2 separate regions of the Danio rerio genome follow, and region 2 is linked to region 1. A link is a contact called in public Hi-C data. All regions are on one chromosome and are shown on one strand. Each heading gives the region's core, a stretch centred on a gene start, on an enhancer-like site or on the middle of the called end of the contact. The rest is flanking DNA. Distances are from core to core; before and after follow the strand shown.

Region 1 (5,606 bases), core at 1,976-4,475:
TGTCTGACACACACACGCACACAAACACACACACCTGGCCTCATCATTCTTGCTCTTGTTTCTCAGCTCTCTATTGACACTTTTCACAATACATTGGCACAAACTGAGAGGGTCTCATCACAGTTTTACACTGTTTTCCTTCTAAAGATATAAATTGTATAAATAATGTGCAAATAAAGCAGAATTTCAATCCCGTGGGTTTAAGAGAAGCTAATAATCACAAAAGGCCTTTGATGGTCTGTTTACGCCTGCTACTGAATGGTTAGTTCACACAAAAATGAAAATTCTGTTATTCATTTCTCACACTCATGTAGTTCCAATCCCAACCCAGCCTCATTATGGATACGTACCCCCTATATAGATTTCTAGAGAGAGCAAAATACATCCCAAGAGGTAAATTTTTTGCGATTTTCTTTTTATGAATCCACCAGAGGCCACTGTGTATGTTTTTTGAGTTCTCAGATATCTCTCTCAAGTGTCATTCCCCTGATCTTCTCACGTAAATCCACCAGAGGCCACTGTCGACTGACTGACTGACTGACTTACTGACTGACCGATAACCCCACCCACCCCCTTACTAAACCCAACCGGTTAAACAGTTTTAAAAAGCACCAATTTAGCCACTGGAAAATCTGATGACAGCGGAAAAGACGTCCACATGAAAGTAGCGGTAGTGCAAAAAGAAATAGAAGCCGTCAACGGCATCATGCTGCATTCGTTCGACGTTCGACCTCTGGCTACATAATTCGCTCTCTCCAGAAATTTATACAGGCTACGTATTCACAATGCTGTCCAATCCCCATGAAACCTTCATTTAAAACACAAATTAAGCAATTTTTGATTAAATCCGAGAGCTCTTGTGTCCTCCATAGGCAAAAACAGCACAGAAATGTTCAGAACAGGAACAAAAAAACATGTCAGGACATTTAACGTGACTTCAGTGGATCAACTGTAATAAAACGAAGCTCCAAGAACCCTTTTCTGCTCCCAAAAAAAACTATAAAAACAAGTTTGCATGAAGTCACATTGAATGTTTTAACAATGTTTTTGATTTCCCTTTCTGAACATTTCATGACAATTTCTGTCTATGAAGGTTTCGGATTTCAGTAAAACTTTATTTTAATGGTTCATTTGAGTATCAGTAGACTGTCTGCTTAATATCTGTTGATACTGACATTTATCAGTCCTTCAACAGACGTTTACAACCTAACAGTCTACTTATAAACTAATGCGAATTAGTTGGCATGTAGATGCAATGTAGCTTAAATTTAACAAACAAATCTTATCTAAGATATCTTAATTTGTGCCCTGGAGATGAACTAATGTCTCAGGGGATTGAATCAACTACCACTTTAAGATGTGTTTTGATCAAGTTGGATCATAACTTGAGGAGGGCAACACAATCTCATTTACATGCGGTGTTTAAATCCATACCTTTCCCCCAACTTCACTGCTTTCTTTGAGTTTAGTGTCTATGCACAAAAGAATGTGTAAGATTTTTCTGCTTTTTCCATCAAATATTTGAAGATAAGCCTGCACAATTTACATACGAATACAAACTTAGCCAATAGAAAAGACATAGAGTGAATTAGCTTTCGTTCCGGCACTGATAGCTGCGAAACAACCCCAAACACATTTATGCTATCCAATTATGACTGGTAAAGGTGCATTTTGCTCAAACATTTGATTTCTGATGCTAAAGTCTAAACCCTGTCTGGTTTTAAAGTGGGCAGTAAGGAGCATTCATTCATTTTCCTTCGGCTAATTCCCTTAAGTTATCAGGGGTCATCACAGCAGAATAAACCACTAATTATTCTAGCATATGTTTTACGCAGCAGATGCCCTTCCATTACTGGGGAACACCCATACACTCTCACATTCACACATACACTCATAAACTATGGTCAATTTGCTTCATTCAATTCAACTAGTGTGGAGTGTTGGATGGAGCAGGGGTGTGGTGGGCAAAAGTGAAGAGTGTTGGGGAGTCGCGGAAAAAAGTGAAAGTGAATAGCGGGAGGAGGGCGGTTGAGGAGGGGAGTCGGTAAAATGAGGTGCCGGATCAGATTTCAGAGGTGCCAGATAGGGTGTGTTCCAGCACAAATTAAGCCCTGCTAATAATGTCTTTGGACTGTGTGGGAAACCAAAGCACCTGGAGGAAACCCAAACAACCATGGGGAGAACATGCAAAGTCTACACAGAAATGCCAATTGGTCCAGCCAAGACTCAAAACAGCAACCTTCTTGCTGCCCTACATTTAACCAAATGACTGAAATGAAGAAATCCAGTCAATAGTCTGGGTTTTACCACCTCTGAAAGCAATCAAAAGTGTATAAGCTCATCAAGAGTGTATATGTGCGCGGCTGTGTCAGGTAGAAAACGAGGCAGGTCGAGCAGCAGGCCAACAAATGCTGAACATAAGCAGGAGCGGTCGGGTTCAGACTAAAACCTAGCAGGAGCGGGCAGGAGCAGGATTCAAAATTAAGTCCTGCACAGATCTCTACTGTACACCACTTGTGATCTGAGCTAAACTGTAAAAACAGAATGACACAATTAAGTGTGTTTGTGTTTATTAAGAATCATTATTTACACATTTCCTTAATTTAAACTGTAAAAAGGGTCTACTTAAATGGAGTATATATATATATATATATATATATATATATATATATATATATATATATATATATATATATATATATATATATAAAAACTTCATTTAAAAAGTTTATATATATATATATATATATATATATATATATATATATATATATATATATATATATATATATATATATATATATAAATGCATTTTAAATGAAGTTTTTATTCAGTAAACAACAAAAAAATAGTTTGCTGTTTGTTATTTTTGTGTCTTTTACTTGCATTGTTTCTTTTATTCATGTTTAATGTAAAGCACTTTAAATTACCATTGTGTATTGCCTTGCAGTATACCAAAATCTGCGTGAAATCAGTTGGATAGAAATATTGCGATTGATTACTAAGACTTCATAAGAACATATGTGTGTTTGACAATTTCTTGATAGTTACCAAAAAAGACGAGGAGACACATGCTGATGGCCAGGATGGAGCTGGGACTGAGCGCAGCGAGACGGAGAGATTTGAGCTGGCCGATCTCACACCACTGACCCCTGAAGCCCTCTGGACAGCGGCACTGGTAGCTCTTAGTGGAGTGAGCTAAACAGGTGCCACCGTTACGACATGTACTGGCACTGCAGGGGGACGGAGCGCAACGCATAAGACCCGTGACCTCATCCAGCACTGCGACCTGATTGGCTGGACACCTGGAGAGAGAGAGAGAGAGAGAGAGAGAGAAAGAGAGAAAGAGAGAAAGAGGAAGATTACATGAAGGTAGACAGTGAGAGTGGGTATGTTTACATTGATATCTGTAATTTAGTTGTTTACTTTATTCTGAATAAAACAATGTTATGATTGACCCATATGTGCTGTTCAAATTGACTACCCCTTTGTTATGTTGGTGGCTGTTTTTGCACCATTGACTTCCATTATAGCTTGGGGGGGGGGAATTGCTGCAGATCTGCAGAGTGGATGCGCGTGTACTGAAGAGCGGTGTTATCGCACGCGTACTGATCAGCTGTGTTGTCGCGCGGGTACTCAAGAGCGGTGTTGTCGCGCGCCTACTGAAGGGCTGGACCGAAGGTGTGCCGCTTCGCGGGGGCACTTTTGATCATTTTGGAAGGGCACTTTCTATCCAAGACTAAAAAGGGCATGTGCACAGCACAGGTTGAGCCCTATGTGTGCACGTGCCTGGTAAATACTCATATGAAGCTATATCTTTGAAAGGCATTCAGGTGAGTGAGTAACATATTATCAAGTTAATGTACCATCATGACAATGCATGTAAACACTTAGAAGTTGCAACTATAAAGTGACTGTGGTGTGAAAACAGTCGCTTACGTAGTCCTGAGCTAGCAGGGCTGAGAGCCAAGAATAACAGGTTCTCGAGATCTACCTGAGCTCAAACTTTCCTCTCGCCCTTCAAAGGGGAGGGAGCCCTGGGCTCGAAGATATTCTGAGGATATTCTCCCGGGACAGCATGCCAAATGTGCTTTATTATCAATAATCAGCTAAGGGTGCTTTCACACCTACACTTTTGTTTCGGAACGTGTCTCGATTGCCCAGTTAGCGTGGTTCGTTTGGCATATTTGAACAGGGCAATTGCGCTCTGTTCTGCGCCAAAGTAATCGCTCCGAGATCGCTTGAATGAGGTGGTCTTAGCTCGATTGAAACGAACCCTGGAGCGGTTCGATTACAGTGAGAAAGCGATCCGATCCGAGCGCGGTTATATCACAGTGTTTTATGGATATGTAATAGGCATACGGCTATATGAAGAGAGAATTATGAGTAGGGCGGGAAGTTTCGCGAGTCTCCGGATGCCCGCAAACGAGTGATGATCTCCTTCTCAAATAGGCTACGTCGCGCATCCTTCTCACCCCTCCCCACCGCATCTCTCCTCAGACACATCGCGCGCGCACCCTGTCAATCACCATCAAACCACCACCTCTCCTGACAGCTGAGCGGGACGCTGCAAAATAAACTCTGACACTCTGACCAATGTGAAGAGAGTTTACTCACACGAGACTTGTTTTAGCTCTTTTGGTCCGATTAGAAACTTTGCAATGTGAAAGCGAACCGCACCAAGAGCAAAGAGCAACAATGTAACATTTGTAATCTCTGTTTCGGAACAACTAATCGATTCACAGGTGTGAAAGCACCCTAAGTGTGAACACTTGAAATGTCATTGTCATGTCAGTCATATGTCAATGTGTTCATTTTGGTACCATTAACAGTTTAGTGTTTCATTTTTTAAAGTATAAAAGCTTCAAATGCAGTTTATTATTTGTCATACTAAATGTGCAAACAGATGAAAGTGGATGCAAATTCTTGCTTACATTCTTGCTTTTTTTGTTTGCTGTCAAACTGTTGACCATTTCCGTGTGTTTATTCTGTCGCAAAATGCAACAAAAGTGCTACATGATGGCAATAGTGATCTTATAATGCGTTATGACGAAGCAACTAAAATAAGAAAACTACAAGTCTTAATGTGATTTTAGTTTATTGGAATGACTGTGTAAAATGCCAGAATGCCAGGTTGATGTAATCAGAAATCTTGTCGTCCTGTTATAATTGTGTTAATATTGTGTGTGTGTAAACGTGTGAGTATAAACCTGCACTCGTGTTTCCTCCACATGTCGACACAGTACAGCGGGCTCAGGCAGGGTTTGGCGCTGCAGGCGTCTGAGTGGCAGCCGGGTACGACACCACGGCGCTCCAGTACAGTACTGAACTCTGTGCTCTGACCATCCAGCGATAGAGAATGACCATTCAGCCTTACATCCCGCATACAGCCTGCAGGATAACAAGTCATTAATCACTCTATGAAATGCTTTAGGTACAGTACACAACAAAAAATGCTTTTCTTACTTCGATTTTTTTGTCTTCTTTTTAGTCCAAATATCTAAAAATTCTTATATCAAGAAGCATTTTCTAGACAAGAAAAAAATATTGTCATGTTTTCAGAAATAACATGCCAATATTAAGTGAGTTTTTCCTTAAAACAAGGA
Region 2 (5,606 bases), core at 1,166-3,665, 330 kb after region 1:
ATTCATTATTAATGTGTGATTAACCACCCTCAAAAAACCTCCCACGCATATTTTCTTTTTTATTTAGTCGTTGGTCTTAAAGTGAAATGAGCTGATATATGTATACAAGAACATAAAAAAATTAAAACGATACAATATGGTTTAGTGTGGAAGTAGTGCCATCTAGTGTTCTAGTGCTGCTTTTGAAAGGGTTGTGATGAAGATTTTACAACAGCATTTAGCGGCCCCTAGTGTCATCCATGGGGCTCATTCAATATTTAAAGACTGGTTTAACAATATCATTTTGTTTTATTCAGCATTAATTTTATCCCTCATTCTTTCTATTAGACAAGACATTGGTAGAGCCTGCAAGTGCAACATTTGGAGTACTTATTTTATAGCTTTTCAGCTTAGTTTTTTAGGTAAGCTAATCTATGCACTGAAGTATTTGCAGCATGGTATATTGAAATAATAGTACTCTTAAAACTCAAACAACACTTTACAAAAACATACAGAAGTAGTCTAATTGTCAAGTTTTATACAGATATTTGAGAGTGTGCCCTTTATCAGTAACCTAGATGTAAAATATGTCTCAGAATCAGAATGAGTTTTATTGATAAGTGTGATTCACACACAAGGAATTTGTTTTGGCTACAGAAGCTTCCAGTGTAAATAAAGTGACGACACAACATAAATATGAAAAATACGATACACGTTAAACAGAGATGCAGTTAGTCAAAAAGCTCTGAATGTTGAATTGTATATACAGATTTGTTATAAACATACAAGTTATAAGGTGATGTGTAAATGCGTAGGGAAAAAGTATTGCATTGTATATTGTTAAAAGGTGCTGTGTACAAGTCTCAGTAATATCATTTCTGTTACAATATTTTCACTTGGTGTTATAAATCATCCAATCATGGAAATGCAAATGAGAGACAAAGAAAGTGCCATACGCAGTTAAAGATGAAAGAAAAATCACTTGAGCTATGCATTTTAACTGTAGTACTTATTTATCTGTGTGTTATAATTATATTTTATAGCTATTCAAACACAAAAAACAAGGGATTTTTTATGGAGTGTTTTAGTATTTAGTTCCCTATATAGAGTTAAAAAGTCATAGTAAAATATGTATTGCAAAATGCCACCATTTAGTCATTTAGAGTATTAGAGCCCGCTCAGCTAGATACTCAACAGCTTTTTCCCACAAGCTGTTAGAACTCTCAACTTACCCACCGCTGAAATCTACAAAACCTAGCTACCAAAATGAGGATCCATACTTCCCCCTTAGGAATTATGCAATTCTGAATGTGCCTCAGATGAACGGGATGAACAAACCACCTGAAAACATGCTATTTCATCTCTCGATGCACCAGACACTTTCTTACAATTGCTCTATACAACATTGTGCAACTCTGAATGTGATGCACAGAGGTGAGTGTGCTTGACAAACCACCTGTAAAAACACTCTTCTCTATATGCACCAGACACTTTTTTAAACGTACAAAAACTCAATAAGGAAAACAATGTTTACTTTTGAATACCAAAAAATCATGTTGCATCGCTTGCTTTTTCACCCTTAAAAATACACATTTTGCACAATATTGTTCTGTATTACATAAGTGTGTGTCTGACTTAGGTTATCTGTATACCTAACTATTTCTAGTATATGTATAGTTGGTAGTTAGTGGTATGTATAGGTAAAAAAAAAAAATTGTTCGTATGGCCACTATTGTGTTAATGTGTATGATTATTTTTATTTATGCACTGTGGTCCTGTGAGATACAACATTTCTTTCCAATTTATGTCCACACGTGTGGTAGAATGACAAATAAAGCCTGTCAATTTAAACGTGAACTTGATTTGTCCAGATTTTACCCGCAAAATTGATATATATACACAATACATAATTAATTAATGTATAATTATATAATTAAAAATTATATTAATAATAATACATGTTTTATATATATATATATATATATATATATATATATATATATATATATATATATATATATATATATGTATGTATGTATGTATGTATATGTGTATGTATGTATATGTGTATGTATGTATGTATGTATATATATATATATATATATATATATATATATATATATACATATATATATATATTTGTTTTTTTTTTATCTGTATAAAGTCTATATTGTTTTTTATATTAAATATAGTCATACGCGTATACATTCAAACTGTATATGAATAAATATGGATAAATTTATTTGAACTAATACATGATTATAAAGTAATAAACTGTATTAATTTACTGACTATATATACAATAAAGGTATAGGCTATATTTCTTGTTAATTGTCTTTTGTTTTGTCTGCCCTAAACTGAACTGTACATTAGAGCTTAAAAAAGTTTCACCCAGAAGTGATTTACAAACAACACAAGATGGCGCTAGAGAAAGCAGCTCGTGCTTGTCGCTCGCAAACTCAAAACAAAGCACAACCAAACACCAAACATTCTTCTCAGGGAGTGGCTGAGCTGCAGTACATTTCCCTCAGTCTGTGTTTCCAAGCCTCATGTTACTACACGACCTACATCACTTCACAGAGAGTAAACATAAACTAGGTTAATTAGGGCTTTGTGTGAACAACATAAGACAGCATTCACTTTGGGATCTTTCGTTTTCTCCATGAACAATCACTTTTGTTTGTCCCCCACTAGCTTACCAGTGGAAGACTGGAAAATACAATTTCTTTGAAATTACATAACTTCATTTTAAAGGGATAGTTCACTCAGAAATTAGGATTTCCTCACATTCAAGTGCTCTAAACCTTTATGAATATGAGTTGAACACAAAAGAAGATATTTTGAAGAATGTTTGGAAAAGACAGCCATTGGCATTCATAGGAACAAAGACTTCTATTGAAGTGAGTGGCTGTTTTTCCCCACAACATTTTTCACAATATCTTCTTTTGTGTTCAACAGCAACAATAAAAATATTTGGGTGACCAATCTCTTTAATACTAGGCCTTTACTAGAAAAGAAAGGTTATTTTTCAGTTGGTGTCATTGATAAACAATACAATAAAAATACTATTATGAATATTGAGAACATTTAAAAATGTAATGTATTTGTCTGATTCACTGCTGAATCACATGATCTTTCAGAAATAATATTAATATGCTGATTTTCTGTTCTCGTCAGTTGGTATTTGTACTCAATTATTATTAAAACTCTTAATAAATCAATTCATTCATTTTCTTTTTGGCTTAGTCCTTTTATCAAACTGGGGTCGCCACAGCGGAATGAACCGCCAAATTATCCAGGATATGTTTTACGCAGCGGATGCCTTTCCAGTTCCAACCCATCACTGGGAAACATCCATACACACTCATTCACACACAAAACGGACAATTTAGCTTACCCCATTTCACCTACTGTATACCACATGTCTTTTACAAACTGTTAGTTAACAGATATGCTTTATAGTGTATTCTGAGAACAACACAACAACAACAAAAATTAAACTGTCAAAAGTTGCTCTTCTGCATTACAACCAACAGCTTCTTATAAGGAAACACACACATGCTTGCACATGCCAGAAGAGAAGCAGGTGTGTTGTACGTGAGACATGTGCATGTCTAAAGAGAGGCAGCTCTTCTCTCATTCATAAGTGTGCATGTTTTACGCTGTGCTCGAGTCAGTGAGAGAGTGTCAGGAAACACCATCAGGCAATGACTGAACACGTTACTGTCCGCCCTGCCTTCATCATGACATGAGGGATCTGCTGTCTTCAGTATTTACAAAACACACCAAGCCAACTGTCAAATCGGACATTTATCATTTATGTTACTTCAGATCATAGCACACAATGAATAAGACCTCTAATAAATCTTCGATAAAGCTGACATGCAAAAACTTGATTGTTTTCTCCCATTTTTTCTCTTTTCTCTCGACTTTTGCACTACATTGCAAAAATAATTCAGGGTTCAACACAATTCCTTCATGTTGTCTCAACATAAATAGATAAAGTTAACTTAATCATTCTTACAAATTTAGGTGGATTGAACATCAAATAATTAAGTTGTCCCAAAACAAATCTTAATGGTCCTATCATAAACCCGGCTCAATAAGGTGCAAGAGAGTAAGTCGCGATTTGTTGCCTTTTTCAGACCAGTGCAACTCTAATTTTTACGTTTTGCGCCACTTTGTTTAAATAGCAGATCCACTTGCACCACCTTGTGGACTCATGAGTGTTCTGGTCTGAAAAGGAGGCTAGTTAAGACACATTGTTGGGGCATTACCATTTTGAGTAACTGAAATAGGCAGCGACATCGACAAGTCCAGCACTGGAAATTAGAACTGAATTTAAAAATAGTTTTGAAATAAATCTTTGTGCTTAACAAACGAAACTAAATATGTATGCTAATTAATGTCTTCAGTGCAGTGCATACAACACCGTTTCCTTATCCTCTAAAGTAAAGGAGTAAAGAGTAAAAGTAAAGTAAAGAGAAAGTAAAGAGGCCGAATGGAGGAGGCTCATTCTTTATCTTTGCGCTGCAGATGATCTGTCTAACTGTTTTCTTGCTACTGAACTGTATTTTCCCATCCTTAAAATAGTTACTTGGACATAGAGAAATTAGGACCTGTTTAAAATGATTTAAGACATACAACACAATTTTTCAGTGAATTTAAGACTTTTTAAGGCCTAAAATTTTGTTTAAAATATAAGACATTTTAAGACTTTTTACGACCCTGCAGACACCCTGAACCAGCATTTTATTCTCACGTTTCATGTTATTTGAAACATTATATAAATCCTATATTAAATATTTTTTGTGTATTTAATTTGATGCAGACAAATTGGACATCTCATCTTTTACACCTAAACATTCAACAAAATGTGTAGTAGTAAAAGCAATTAGTAAATTATATATAGTCTGTTTCTTACATTTTGTCAATCCGCTAACTTGCATCTCAAGTTTTGCATTCTGCTGAACTGCTTTTCCATTGTTATTACATAAACACATGCAAAGCAGACATGTGTTACTGATGCACTCGTGCGTCTTATGTGTGGTGTTCTGTAAACACAGAGATCAAGAAGTTCAGTTTTGAAAAAAATAAAATGTTTCTGTCTTTTTTCCCCTTCCAATACCTTGTGGTATGTTTGTGCATTCCAGAGCAGCACTTTTCTATTTCACTTCTCTGTAAACTTGCTTTAGCCTGACATAATTGTTTCCTGTATGATATGACATTCTAGAAATGAAGCATTCAAGCTAACAGAAGCCAAATCATTTCACAATTCTGCTACAGTTCATCTCAAGTTTTGCATTCTTTTTACTGCTTTTCCACAATCTCTCTATGGAAACATGCACAAGACAAACATGTTTGATCTGTAATCTCCAGCATAATGTCATTTTTCTCCTCTGAATGTTTTATTCTACATCCTGTTTTTCAATATTATGCGTGAAAATCTTTTGAAGTTAGCTATATGCCAGTTTTGTCACATTAAATAAATATGTTTTTAAACACCAAGTTTTCATGTTTTCATAAAGTCTCAAGTGTTCTGCATCACCTATATACAGTTGTAGTCAGAATTAATAGCCCTTCTGAATTATTAGCCCAGCGTAGATTTTTTTCCCCCAATTTTTGTT

The links. Hi-C and Micro-C count contacts between places; a contact is called where the count stands out from the background.
Region 2: a contact with region 1 is called in a Hi-C map of fibroblasts, with 4 times the contacts expected there. The contact joins two enhancer-like sites. A contact is called at or near these places in 3 of 18 Hi-C or Micro-C datasets (caudal fin, embryo and fibroblasts).

What each region holds. Positions count from the first base shown.
Region 1 is chr16:45,015,421-45,021,026 of GRCz12tu, forward strand. si:dkey-22o22.2 reads right to left here. Exons shown (of 36, transcript XM_073926494.1): 33 at 5,211-5,391; 34 at 3,052-3,305. Among named protein-coding and RNA genes, the nearest start is that of ccne2, 27 kb to the left of the region's middle. Within about 2 kb of position 3,226, at least 5 of the 62 cell types and tissues checked have an H3K27ac peak or open chromatin away from gene starts, as enhancers often do.
Region 2 is chr16:45,341,561-45,347,166 of GRCz12tu, forward strand. The region is part of intron 2 of si:dkey-22o22.2; the gene reads right to left. Among named protein-coding and RNA genes, the nearest start is that of gbp, 28 kb to the right of the region's middle. Within about 2 kb of position 2,416, at least 26 of the 62 cell types and tissues checked have an H3K27ac peak or open chromatin away from gene starts, as enhancers often do.